Regions from separate parts of the Mus musculus genome. Here all the other regions are linked to region 2. A link is a contact called in public ChIA-PET and HiChIP or PLAC-seq data. All regions are on one chromosome and are shown on one strand. Each heading gives the region's core, a stretch centred on a gene start, on an enhancer-like site or on the middle of the called end of the contact. The rest is flanking DNA. Distances are from core to core; before and after follow the strand shown.

The links. ChIA-PET counts read pairs in DNA pulled down with a chosen protein or histone mark. HiChIP or PLAC-seq counts read pairs in DNA pulled down with a chosen protein or histone mark.
Region 1: an H3K4me3 HiChIP or PLAC-seq map of embryonic stem cells shows a contact between it and region 2, with 6 times the contacts expected there. The contact joins the promoter of Rgs11 here to the promoter of Mettl26 in region 2. A contact is called at or near these places in 8 of 39 promoter capture datasets (3T3-L1-derived adipocytes, HPC-7-derived erythroid cells, embryonic stem cells and 4 more), 3 of 115 datasets of contacts at active chromatin or transcription factors (embryonic stem cells and memory CD8 T cells) and 1 of 9 other capture datasets (pancreatic islet).
Region 3: an RNA polymerase II ChIA-PET map of memory CD8 T cells shows a contact between it and region 2, with 21 read pairs. The contact joins the enhancer-like site here to the promoter of Mettl26 in region 2. A contact is called at or near these places in 6 of 39 promoter capture datasets (3T3-L1-derived adipocytes, the HPC-7 cell line, embryonic stem cells and 3 more), 2 of 115 datasets of contacts at active chromatin or transcription factors (the 230-238 cell line and memory CD8 T cells) and 2 of 9 other capture datasets (adipose tissue and pancreatic islet).

Annotation. Positions count from the first base shown.
Region 1 is chr17:26,200,693-26,204,458 of GRCm38.p6, reverse strand. It overlaps Rgs11 (regulator of G-protein signaling 11), which reads right to left and starts at 1,518. Exons shown (of 17, transcript NM_001081069.2): 1 at 1,418-1,518; 2 at 1,067-1,163; 3 at 947-997; 4 at 775-881; 5 at 76-127. The coding sequence starts at 1,486. Arhgdig (Rho GDP dissociation inhibitor (GDI) gamma) reads left to right here and starts at 3,109. Exons shown (of 6, transcript NM_008113.3): 1 at 3,109-3,388. The coding sequence starts at 3,316.
Region 2 is chr17:25,873,429-25,877,249 of GRCm38.p6, reverse strand. Mettl26 (methyltransferase like 26) reads right to left here and starts at 1,750. Exons shown (of 6, transcript NM_026686.2): 1 at 1,524-1,750; 2 at 1,128-1,290; 3 at 971-1,030; 4 at 688-755; 5 at 511-589; 6 at 87-300. The coding sequence starts at 1,720. The coding sequence ends at 253. n-TGccc7 (a tRNA gene) reads right to left here and starts at 2,162; the gene lies at 2,092-2,162.
Region 3 is chr17:26,165,908-26,170,104 of GRCm38.p6, reverse strand. The region is part of intron 2 of Axin1 (axin 1); the gene reads right to left. Among named protein-coding and RNA genes, the nearest start is that of Gm46600, 29 kb to the right of the region's middle. Within about 2 kb of position 1,829, at least 95 of the 459 cell types and tissues checked have an H3K27ac peak or open chromatin away from gene starts, as enhancers often do. A contact at or near this core is called in the 230-238 cell line, the HPC-7 cell line, adipose tissue and 2 more, where this site is marked.

The sequences.
Region 1 (3,766 bases), core at 269-2,768, 330 kb before region 2:
GCCATCACTGTTAACCCCATGGCCTTGCCCTGGGACCACCCATTCCCAGTCTGGATGTACACGCATCCCACTTACCATAGTCTAGCTCAGCAGCTGGCCACATAGTGCTTGTCCAAAAGTAGGGTGTCTTGTGTTGTGCAGGGAAAATGACATCCAAAGACATTCCCATTTCTCTCCCAAGTACCGCCCACCAGCTCATAGCACCCAGCAGTGACGTCAGAGGGTGCATCCTTATGAGATGCTCCAGCTGACCACTGCTCATTCTCTTTTGGGAGAAGTGGGGGTTGAAACAGAGTTTCTCCGTGTAGCCTGGGCTGTCCTGGAACTCATTCTGTTAAACCAGGGTGGCCTCAAACAGAGACCCTCCTGCCTCTGCCTCTTGAGTGCTGGGATTAAAGGTGTGCGCTACCACTGCCCATTCTTTCTACCTGGAACTCCGGGTCCTGTAAAAGGACTACCTCCCTGACTCGGAATGCCAGTGGAACCTGAGCTTGGGTTGGCCTGGACTCACACACTGAGATGCAGGGATCCTATCACTACACCAGGTAGAGAAAATTTCAAGGATGAGACCTGCTGGGACCCCAGCTGAATGCCCCGCAGACCTTTGCGTGAGTGCTGCAGCACCAGAAAGTTGAAGCTCCCTGGATTTGCCTCAGTCCAGATTTTTGTGGGGAGGAGGCGGGTTCGTTCTAGTGATGTCACAACGTCCCGCTCCAACCCCAGTAAGCTCCACCCTCCCTAAGTAGGGGTGCACCCTGCAACCCGGGGCCTGACCTGGAACCTGTAGGGGGTCTCGTCCGGCCTGAGTGTCAGGTCTCGGGACTCACGCAGTGGGTAGATGTAGCCGTGCTGCGCCAGGAGTGTGCCCAGGTGCAGGGCTTCTAAGGAGAAGGAAAGTGAGCGCTCTGCCAGTCCCCGCCCCAAGCCGCGGTGCGCCGACTCTCACCATCCTCCAAGATGCAGAACTTCTGAACCAGCCATTCCACGAGGTCTCTGCCTACACAGGAGAAGCGAAGTGGGCGGAGACCGCGGCGCCCTGCTCCCCCAGGGTGTCCACGAGCCTCACCCGCTACCGCGTGGGGAATGACAGTGATCAGAAGGCGCTGGCTCCGCATCTTCACGCCTTGGTCAGGGTCCTGCATACTCACGACTACCCGCTCCATCTGAGAGCGAACGCGGGGGTGGGTGTGGGGTGAGGGGAGTGACTCAGATCGCACACACTTGCCCCCAGGTTCCCCAGATCACCTACGCAGGGACAACAGACTGAGGCAGTAAAGGCCAGGACCCCAGCTACCCAGTGCTGTTATTATGAGCTCCCAATGGTTTCCTGGGTCTGTTCACCGCCCCCCCCCCTCACCTGCCGCGTTCCATGCCCTCTCTCCTGCCCAAACTCTATGCCCACAGGCCGAGGGCCCACCTTGCTGAGATGCGGTCTCTGCATTCGGGAGCACCCGCCGTGGGGTGTGCAGCGGGTAACCATGGCCATGGCGGACCTCCCGAGAGGAAACGCCCCGCCCCATGCCGGCCCCGCCCGCTAAGGTTAACCGTGTGAGCCTCGAGACCCATGAGATACACGGGTTCTCGAACCACAGAGATGCCTGAGCCCTCGCAAGATGTGACTTGGGATAGCCTGCAGTGTGGACATCCTGAAACCTCAGATGCCTGCAAAGCAGACGAGCCTTAGTCTGGTGGCTTACTTGCCTCAGGGCTTGGTCTCAGAGATGGGACTTGTCACTGAAGCTCTGGAATAGGACAGAGTGTAGCCAGATAGATCAGGTTGGAAACAGTGGTTTAGGGTCCTGAAGTCTCAACTCCATTTGTGGACCAGCAAGGAGTGCAGAGACCAGCGTAGTCAGGGTTGTGGGGTCAAGGGTGTGGCTTGACTGGACCTAAGAGTATCTTTTCACAGATATGACAGGTATGTAGAGCCATAGGGTTTGTATGATGGAAGCCTCACCTGGCAGGTCATTGATCCATTTATTAAAGTCACGAGTGGGTTGTTTCTTCTTTTCTGAAGATCGGATGCCCTCTTTCTCTTCCCTACCCTAGGAATGCCAGGGGCCACAGGAGGGGTAATTGGCCTTACTGAGACCAGGAACCTTCAACATGGCATTTGAGTTTATCCAATGAATCAGAGTGACTGGAAAGGTGTCCTAACCAGATATGGTACATCACCCAAAGATCCCAGCCTTCTCCCAGTCCTACTTCACTTAAACACAAGGTCAGGCTGGCCCCAGGCCAGCTGTCCTCCCTGGGTGAATAGGCAGTTCTAGAGGTTGCAGGCTGCTGGCAGCTGAAACTATCCCCAGTGTCTAACATTACACACTTGCCAAAGGGCACAGGGGCATCTCCCAGGCATCTTGGGCCTCCTTGCAGGATCTTGCTTTGGAAAGGTGGTGGACAGTGTAGTCACTAGCCCAATACTTCAGCATTCATGGTTGGCACAGCAAAACAAAGGTGAGCCTGCTGCTTGGATACGCCCAGAAATGCAAGAAACTGCTTTGCACTACTTCTTCCTTAAGCTGATCCAGGCCTTTGGTTCTGCGGTCCTCAGCTGAAGGCCCAGCTCACCAGTCACCTGCCTTAACTAACCAACATTCCCTTCCATCCCTAGGTCTCCTCTGGACGTCAAGATTAAGAAATCCCTCAGCATCTACTTTCTGTTTCTTTAGTTTTTTCCCAGTCTAGGAACCTGCAGAATTGTCTGGGTCCCAGGTCCCCACAGACATCCGCCCCTCCCCGCCCCCCACATTCACAGTCTGTACCAATAAGCTTTAAGAGATCTTGAGTCTGTGTGGCCCGGACTGCACTTCAGTGTGTGGGTACCAAGAACCAACAGGGTGTGGCCCAGCTGGAGGCTGATAGGCCCCAGGAGTCCCCTTTACCCAGACAAGAGGGAGGGAGCAGGTGGAGGGTTGCGGGCGGAGGGGGGGGGGCTCCAGGTGTGTCCTGCGCCGCTTGCTGATAATGGGAGTCCAGGGACGTGGGGGCGTCGCACCTGTTCCACTTGGCGTCCCTGGCCAGCACGCCCCGCCCAGGGGATCCCGGGGGACCCGACTCCACGTGGGGGTGGGGCAGCTCTGGGTCCCTGGCGACGCGTCCCGGCGCCGGGCGCGGCAGGGACGACCGGGTTCCGGCGCGGTGCGGACGAAACGCGCGTCTCTGCGGGCTGCGCGGGGTCCGCGGAGCGGCTGGGGGCGCGCGGCGCGGGCGCGGCGCTGGGCGCGGGGGGCGCTCCCGGCCGGGATGAGCTCACCGCAGTCGCGCCGGGGCTGAGCCGAGCGGGCGGCGGCTCCGCGGCGGGCCGCGGCTACCATGCTGGGCCTGGACGCGTGTGAGCTGGGGGAGCAGCTGTTGGAGCTGCTCCGGCTGGCGCTGTGCGCCCGAGGTGAGCGCCCGAGTCGGGCGGCGGCCACGTGCGCCGGGGGGCAGCAAGGGAGCGGCACGGTTGGGGGTCATTCCCCGCGGCAACTTTAGGGCGCGTGGGGACCTCGTGGCGTGTATGTATTCTGGCCGGGCGTAGGACTTTATTCCACGCAGACCCTTCTAGGGAAGGGAGCGAGGAGGAAAGGAGTGTGTCCAGCCGGGAGGCTGCGGCCTCTCCTGTAGGTGGGGCTGGGGCTTCTTCCGGTGAGAGGCAATCCTAAGGTTGGAGGGCAGTGGGCAGCATCTTATTGAGACCCCTGTCCCTAGACACCCAAAGGAACTATGGAGACCCCCTAGTTTGGGGCACCATCGGAGGGATCTAGGACATTATGGGAAGAGT
Region 2 (3,821 bases), core at 501-3,000:
TGCTTCAGCTACACCCACCCCAAGCCCTAATCATCTCCCAGACCGGTCCCCTTTCGCCCTCTCCCAGGTATTCCCAGCAAGCAATGTGGTATAGATAGCCCACAGTGGGCTGGAAAGGATTTATTTTAAGGCCCCTTCAGAACAGGTTCTCTACAGCCCTGTGGCCACCAGACCAGGAGGGGCTAATTTATCCCAAGGACTGAGGGAGGGGCTGAGGTCTAGCTTGTACCGTGACAACTTTTGACAGAGATGCTATTCTTTCCGAAAAATCAGGCACTTGTTGTTGGCTGGCATGTCCACCTGGAAAAACGCTTTGCTGGAGTGACTTGGTTTTTTTTTTGTTGTTGTTGTTTTTGGTTTTTTCGAGACAGGGTTTCTCTGTGTAGCCTTGGCTGTCCTGGAACTCACTCTGCCTCCCAAGTGCTGGGATTACAGGCGTGCGCCACCATGCCAGGCTGGAGTGACTCTTAATCACAGGGAGGCTCCCCACCCCCACATCGCCCTGCCTACCATCCTCTCCAGGACCAAGCCACTGGCCTGGCCTAGTTCCTCCAGAAGGACTGTGTCACGAAGCCCCCACTCTGGGTTCCTGCAGTTGGGGAGGAAGGTAGAAGGCATTTGCAGAGTTGAGGTTATGATCCCGCCTACCCTCTCTCTGAGCCAAGCTACCTCCTAGCCAGATCTGACCTGCATCTGAGGGTCAGGTCAAAGTCCACGTTGCTCTGGGGAGAGATCTTCCCATTGACGGCATAGGGCTGTGAGAACAAGACACAATACATAGGCCCAAAGTCAGTCGTTCCCACACAGCTAGTTTGCAGGATAGGATGGAGTTCTTTCCATAGGAGTATAGAAAGAATAACTTTTTTCTGCACTCAAGAAGGAAAAGGGCTAGCTAGGTCCCGGGCCCTGGGCTTCAAGAGTGGGGAAACACCCAAGGCTGATAGGGGTGTCTTAAGGTAGGGTCACTCACCCCGTAGGTGATCAGCACAGCCTTGGTTTTGAGCAGGTGTCCTGCTGCTCTAAAGAGCCCCTGCAGAGGAAGGCAAGTAGGGCACAGTAAGCCGGGAGCTGGAGACTCATGCTTTCCTCTTTGCAACGTGAAAGCTGGGCTCCACAGTGGTCCCCACCTCTGTGCAGTTCAGGGGGCTGATGTGGATCATATTGATGCAGAGCAACAGGTCCAGCGATCGGGGTGGGATGCCGCCCCATTGCTCCCACTCCCAGGTCACGTCCAGGTACAGCGGAGCCTTCACATTGGACAACCCTTGGGCTCGGGTGGTGGCGGCAATGCTGTGGAGAGCAGCAGCGCATGGGCAAGGGCTGACGAGGCCCCTCAGTGATCGGGGTGTGGGGGGAAAGTCCTGAGGAGCAGCAAGCGGGTATCTTTGTCGACCCTACAGCCCATTGCTTCTACTACCTCAGTCTGGCACCCAAACCTAGGCCTGTCCTGATTTCCGGTCTGCCAGCCCCGCCGTTCACTCAGCCCCAAGCGGCCGCAAGGGAAAGACACCGCGCCGCCGCACCTGTCCAGGCAGCGTTGGTCCACGTCCGACGGCTGCCACTCGGCATTCGGGAAGGCCTGTGCAAAGTGTGCCGCGTGCTGTCCAGAGCCCGAGGCCACCTCGAGCACGCGAACACAGCGCTGGGCAGGATCCACATACTGGCGGAGTACGGACAGGATGGGCTCCTTGTTTCTCTCAGCAGCCGCAGCCATCATCATCGCAGCGGTGCGGCCAGCCCCAGCCAGAATGCGCGCGGGGCACCACGGGAGCTGTGGTCCAGCTCCTGCGCGGGGCACTACGGGAGTTGTGGTCGAAAGGGCCAGCCGCTTGCAACAGTATAACTGTTAGGAGGCCTCTCAACTCCTAAAAGGGTTTGCATCTGCGGGAAACTGATTCCGGCGGCCGGGATTTAGCGGTGACTTCGGACAAGGAACAAGGCTCGAGTAGAGGCTATGGTTTCCTGGAGTCTTTCAGCTGTATTTGTTTAAAAGCTCATTTGTTGCGTTTGCGCCTCACCTTTTTTGGAATGGTGTTTAAGATTGCAAGGCATCCTTCCTTTTCAGAGATGAACGGGAAAATAAAAAGAACATGCGCCGCCCGGGAATCGAACCCGGGTCGCAAGAATGGGAATCTTGCATGATACCACTACACCAGCGGCGCTGTTGAGCGAGACTGCAGTCCGTAGGGCATACGAATTGTGACGCAAGCATGTTAATGTAACAGCATTATGCCTGTGTCTTTTCTGTTGCGCTCCGTTTCTCTATTGGCAAGCGTTTGCAGAACAACATATCCCACCAGATCCCAAAGTGTTGTTGCTGTCGTCCAAGGGAAAGGAGAAAATGTGGGTACCGTGAGATTTATAGACAGGATTTGGTTCTGCGCCATGGAAACCATAGCGGTCGCGATCTCTTGGAAGCCTGAGGTCGCGCTCAGGTCCTGAGGTTCAACAAGCCAAGCCTTGTGGGCATGGGCGGTAACAGAATGGAGCTTGGGGAACCCAGATGCAGGAATCCTCGGGTCTGGGACACTTTGGGCTCAGATGAGCTTTGTGTGACGCTGAGACGGCTGGCATTAGCTCGAGGTCCACGGATAGATAGCAGGAGGCGGTCAGTGACTATTGAAATGAAATTCGAAGCGACAAGTGCACGGACAAGGGTACTTCTCTGATTCTCACCTTTGTGTGGTTTGAAGTGGTTCATTTCTCACAGGGGCTGGATTTTAGAAAATGTCCGAGACGTTCACGCTTGATTGCCAACAGTTAGTTCAAAGGTTGCGTGGGCTACTCTGCCCCATACTACATCATGGAGCTCAGGGTTAAACATGGCTCCTGCTTGGGGCTGTGTTTGAGGTGTCTATTCAGCCGGAGTGACCAGGGGTGTGAGTGTAGTCAAACTGTTAAACTATGTGAGTGACATGGCCCAAGGATGAGATATAGGGTGGCCACTCTAGAAATGCCTCTGAAAAGTTATCAGTCCAGACTCGGGGAAAGTCCTGAAGTCCAACCCCTCACCCACTCTGAGCAGCCCCTGACAGATGGTTATGGATGTCTGACATTGGTAGTGACCTTGACTGGACCTGAGTCAGACTCTCCCTTTTACAGCCTCAGCCTCTGCATACCTGGCTTGCTTTTCCCATAGATTATTCGTGGGATTTTGGGCAGAGGAGCTGGGGGTGTGAGCATCTTCCATATGTCCAAGTTCAGGAGAGGTCGTGGATGATTCTTTCTCTCCATCAAAGTGCAACACTGTTCTAAACATGCCCTGTCTCAAGGAGAGCCCCTGGAAGAGGGCCTGGGACAGCCAGGGAGCTACTTAAATTTCAACTGGGGCCTGTTGGTGGTGGTACTGGAGAGTCAGAGGCTAGTCCACAGTGAGAGAAACTGTCTGGAAAACAAAACAAACAAAACAAAACAAAGAATCAAAATTAATTCTTTTTTTTTTTTTTTTTTTTGGTTTTTCGAGACAGGGTTTCTCTGTATAGCCCTGCCTGTCCTGGAGCTCACTTTGTAGACCAGGCTGGCCTCGAACTCAGAAATCTGCCTGCCTCTGCCTCCTGAGTGCTGGGATTAAAGGCATGCGCCACCACGCCGGCCAAAACTAGTTCCTAAAGCATCGCGTAGCATATACACATTTAGTCTCAGCACACAGAGAAACCCTGTCTGAAAAATAAACAAACAAAAAACCAGGAAATAGGGAGACTGATGACAGCCCTAGATTGATCTTCTTGCTTCCCCTTCCCCACAGGGAGGCTGCGTTAGAGAACAGCGCTCAACAAGACATTTAAGGGTTCTTGGCCTCTGGTTAATACCCTCCTGTGGGA
Region 3 (4,197 bases), core at 580-3,079, 290 kb before region 2:
TGGTGGTGCACACCTTTAATCCCAGCACTTGGGAGGCAGAGTCAGGGAGATTTCTGAGTTCCAGGCCAGCCTGATCTACAAAGTGAGTTCCAGGACAGCCAGGGCTACACAGAGAAACCCTGTCTCGAAAAACCAAAACAAAAAAAAAAAGTTCCAGGTTGGGCTGGTGAGATGGCTCAGTGGGTAAGAGCACTGACTGCTCCTCTGAAGGTCCTGAGTTCAAATCCCAGCAACCACATGGTGGCTCACAACCACCCATAATGAGATCTAATGCCCTCTTCTGGTGCATCTGAAGACAGCTACAGTGTACTTAAGATATAAAAATTAATAAATCTTTGGGCCTGAGTGAGCAGGGCTGACCAGAGTGAGCAGAGGTCCTAAATTCAATACCCAAAAACCACATGAAGGCTCACAACCATATGTACAGCTACAATGTACTCATATACATAAAATAAATAAATCTTTAAAAAAAAGGGGGGGGGGGTCCCGGCAGCCACGGCTATACACTGATGGCTTTCAATAGCACTACTCACCGCACCTCAAGTTAGTAAATTAGGAAATACCAAAAATGAAGCTATTTGAGAGGTTCGTCTGTTTGGATCTTAGATCCTAGGGTTAGGGCACACTAAGCAGTAAGCCATAGACTGTACTTGACTGTCAGGCACTCTGTACTGTACCCTCAGTGTAAGAGAAGGAATATCCAAATTGTTTCTAAGGGAATAGGCCTCCCTTTGACCATCCATGTACACTAACCCACCTACAAGTATGCAGAAGTGGCAGGAGTATGTGTTATAGGTGTATATCACTATAGTCAGCCCGCTGCACTTCTACAGTCAGCCCTCTGCACTTTTCCAAGTCCTCAAAATAAAAGCTTAGTGGAATCCATGCAAACATGCCCAACTTACTCTTGACAAAAGTACAAAAGCAAACTGATAGAGAAAAGGCAGTCTTTTCAATAAATGGTGCTATGATACCTAGACATGCACAGACCCAAAGAATGAACTTTGATCTACATCTCACACTTCATACCAAGTCAAACTCTGTAGTTCTTGGATGTTTTTAGCCTGAGCTTCAGTTATGCTCCAGCATTCCATTCACTCGGCCTCTGCCCACCTTGCCTCAGCAACATGCCCTGGCACAGTATCCTGAGCACTCAGTGTTTCTTTCCCAGTCCTTGTAACACCAGTATTAGCTGGTATTCAGGCTATTGTGAGAGGTACTCTGGTTACCGATGGCCAACCCAGAGTGGACACTATGCATTTGCACCATGTGTATACCTCGTGCCTACGGAACCAAGAAGAAGATACTGTAGCTCCTAAAACTGAAGTTACAAGGAGTTATGAACTTCCTGATATTAGTGCTGGGAACCAAACCCACATTTGACACAGCTATGGCATCTCAATACCTGATTCACTTGTCTCTCCCAGCTAGAAGCTACTTGGTGACTAATGCTCTTCAGGTTTCCTAGGATAACTTCTAATATGGGTCAATGAAAATACTGATCTTAGGGCTAGGGAGATAGTTCAACTATAAAACAACTACTGTGCAAGCATGAGGACCTGAGTTCATCACACATAAAAAGCCAGGTCTGAATGGGCACCGAGGCACATACTTTAGTCACAGCACTTAGGAGAGAGAGAGAGAGAGAGATAGGAGGATCTTTGTGAGCTCAAGGCCAGCCTAGTCTATCTACATAGTGAGTTCCAGGGCAGGCAGAACTACAAAGAGTCAGTCTCAGTATCTTCCCTCCCCCCTCTCCCCATGTGTGTGTGGAGTGGGTGAGTATGTGTATATTGGTTTGAACAGGAATGGCCTCCATAGTTATGTGTTTGAACGCTTAGCCATAGGGAGTGGCCTTATGAGATGTGACCTTGTTAGAGGAAGTGTGCCACTGTGAAGGCAGGGTTTTGAGGTCTTAAAAGCTCAAGCTCAGCTCAGTATGAAACCCACAATTTCCTCCTTACTGCCTGAGGATGAAGATGTAGAACTCTCAGTTCCTGCTCAAATACCATGCCTGCCTGCATACTACCATCATCTTCTCGACATGATGATATAACAGATTTAAACCTCTGAAACTGCAAGCCAGCCCCAATTAAATATTTTCCTTTATAAGAGTTACCATGGTCATGGTGTCTCTTCACATCAATAAAACCCTAACAGAGTCAGTCTGTCAGTCAGGGTGTCTTTGTCTCTGTCTCTCTCTCTCCCTCTCTCTTGTTTTTTGAGGCAAAATTTCTGTTTCCTCAAACTTATAGATCCATCTGCCCCTGCCTCCCAAGAGCTAAGATTAAAGGTATATACAGTTACCACCCAGTTCTAAGAAAGAAAGAAAGAAAGAAAGAAAGAAAGAAAGAAAGAAAGAAAGAAAGAAAGAAAGAGAGAAAGAGAGAAAGAGGGAAAGGGGGAAAGGGGGAAAGGGGGAAAGGGAAAGGAAAAGGGAAAAGGGAAAAGGGAAAAGGGAAAAGGGAAAAGGGAAAAAAGAGAAAGGGAAAGGGAAAGGGAAAGGGAAAGGGAAGGGAAGGAAAGGAAAGGAAAGGAAAGGAAAGGGAAAAAAGAAAAAGCAGAGCTTACAACCAACCTTTTCAGCATATCCTTTAATGGGCAAGTAGGACTGGGATGTGGCTAAGTGCCAGGGGAAGAGGTGTGTGTGTGTGTGTGTGTGTGTGTACACATATATATGTATACATTATACACACACAGTTTTAAAATTATTTATGCATATGGGTGCTTTGCCTTCGTGTAAGCACATGCATGTCTGTTGTCTGTATAAGTCAGAAAGGGTTATTGATTCCCTAGGACTGGAGTTACAGATAGTTGTGAGTTGAAGCAGGGTCCTCCAGAAGAGTAGCCAATACTCTTTTTAATAGCTGAGCCATCTCTCCAGATCCTTGTTTTGTTTTGTTTTTTTGTTTAGAGATAAGGCTTCAATATACAGCCCAAATTAGCCTTAAACTCATTATTCTTCTGTCTCAGCCTCCTAAGAGGTATGTACTACACCAGGTCCAGCATGAAGCACTGGTTTTTGTTGCTGCTGTTTGTTTTGGTTCATTTGTTCTCTCACTCTCATTCTCTCCCTCTCTCCCTCCCCTCCCCTCCCCTCCTCTCCTGTAATGAGTGATCACTTGATTGCCTCAGTCTCCTGAGAAAGCAACCTAATACCCATAGGTAGAAGCAAGGGCTCTACTGGCTTTAATTTGTTATGACTGATGATGGAATACTTCTGAGAATCAGAGGCCTTGAGCTCTTATGCTGGTAGCCTTGGCCTAAACTCTGCCTACCTTGCTGCCCAAAATGAGCATAAGCTAAGAACCAGCAAATGTATCCTCTCCTAGGGCTTGTCTCTACTGTCCCAGCTCCCTGCCCTGTTACATAGGAACAAATCTGTCTTAAGCCAAGTGGGACATCCTGGGCTGAACAGATGGCTTAGGGCTAGAGGAGAAGGCCTGTCTAACTCTTAGGATCACCCCACCCGAGTCCAGTGTCTTTGGCCACCTAAGTCCTAGAGATGCAATTCAAATGGGATGAGTTTATCCACTAGTCGTTGGCTCTTTATGAGGTCTCTGGAGCTCAGACAGCAGTGGTGAGGACCATGTCTTACAATGTGCAGAAGTCATCCTTGAAGCCAAACAGGGAGCAGGCAAGTAGACTTGACCATACTACTTGCAGGCATTGTCTCCAGAACTGTCCCTGAAGCTCATCATTCCTAGCTGAACCCAGATCTACACTTGACTTTGGTAAGAGACTACCCTCAGCTACATTCCTGCCCTCAACACCAGCCTACATCTAACCCTGAGAACAGCAAACAGCAAATATAAGGTGCACATGCAGGAGTAATGAACACTGTCTTCTAGGCTCAGAACCACTAATCCCATAGAGTCTCAGTCCCCTCCCAAATGCAACGACAGGAGCCCACGTTGCTAACATGCATGTAATGACTCAGACAAGCTGTGGCTCCAGAACAACAAAGAGATAATACTCAGTCTATAGTCCCAAATAGATGAAGGCAACTGACATCAAAGAACAGAAGGCATGATAGCATATCATTAATGTCCTAACACTGTCCACTTGTGAATGACAGCATGCTACCAATGCTCAGATGCATATCCACTCACAGAAAAGAGCATGCTGTTGCCAGGCATGTTGGTGCATGCCTTTAGTCTTTAATCTCAGCATGTGGCAGACAGAAGCTGTCTACAA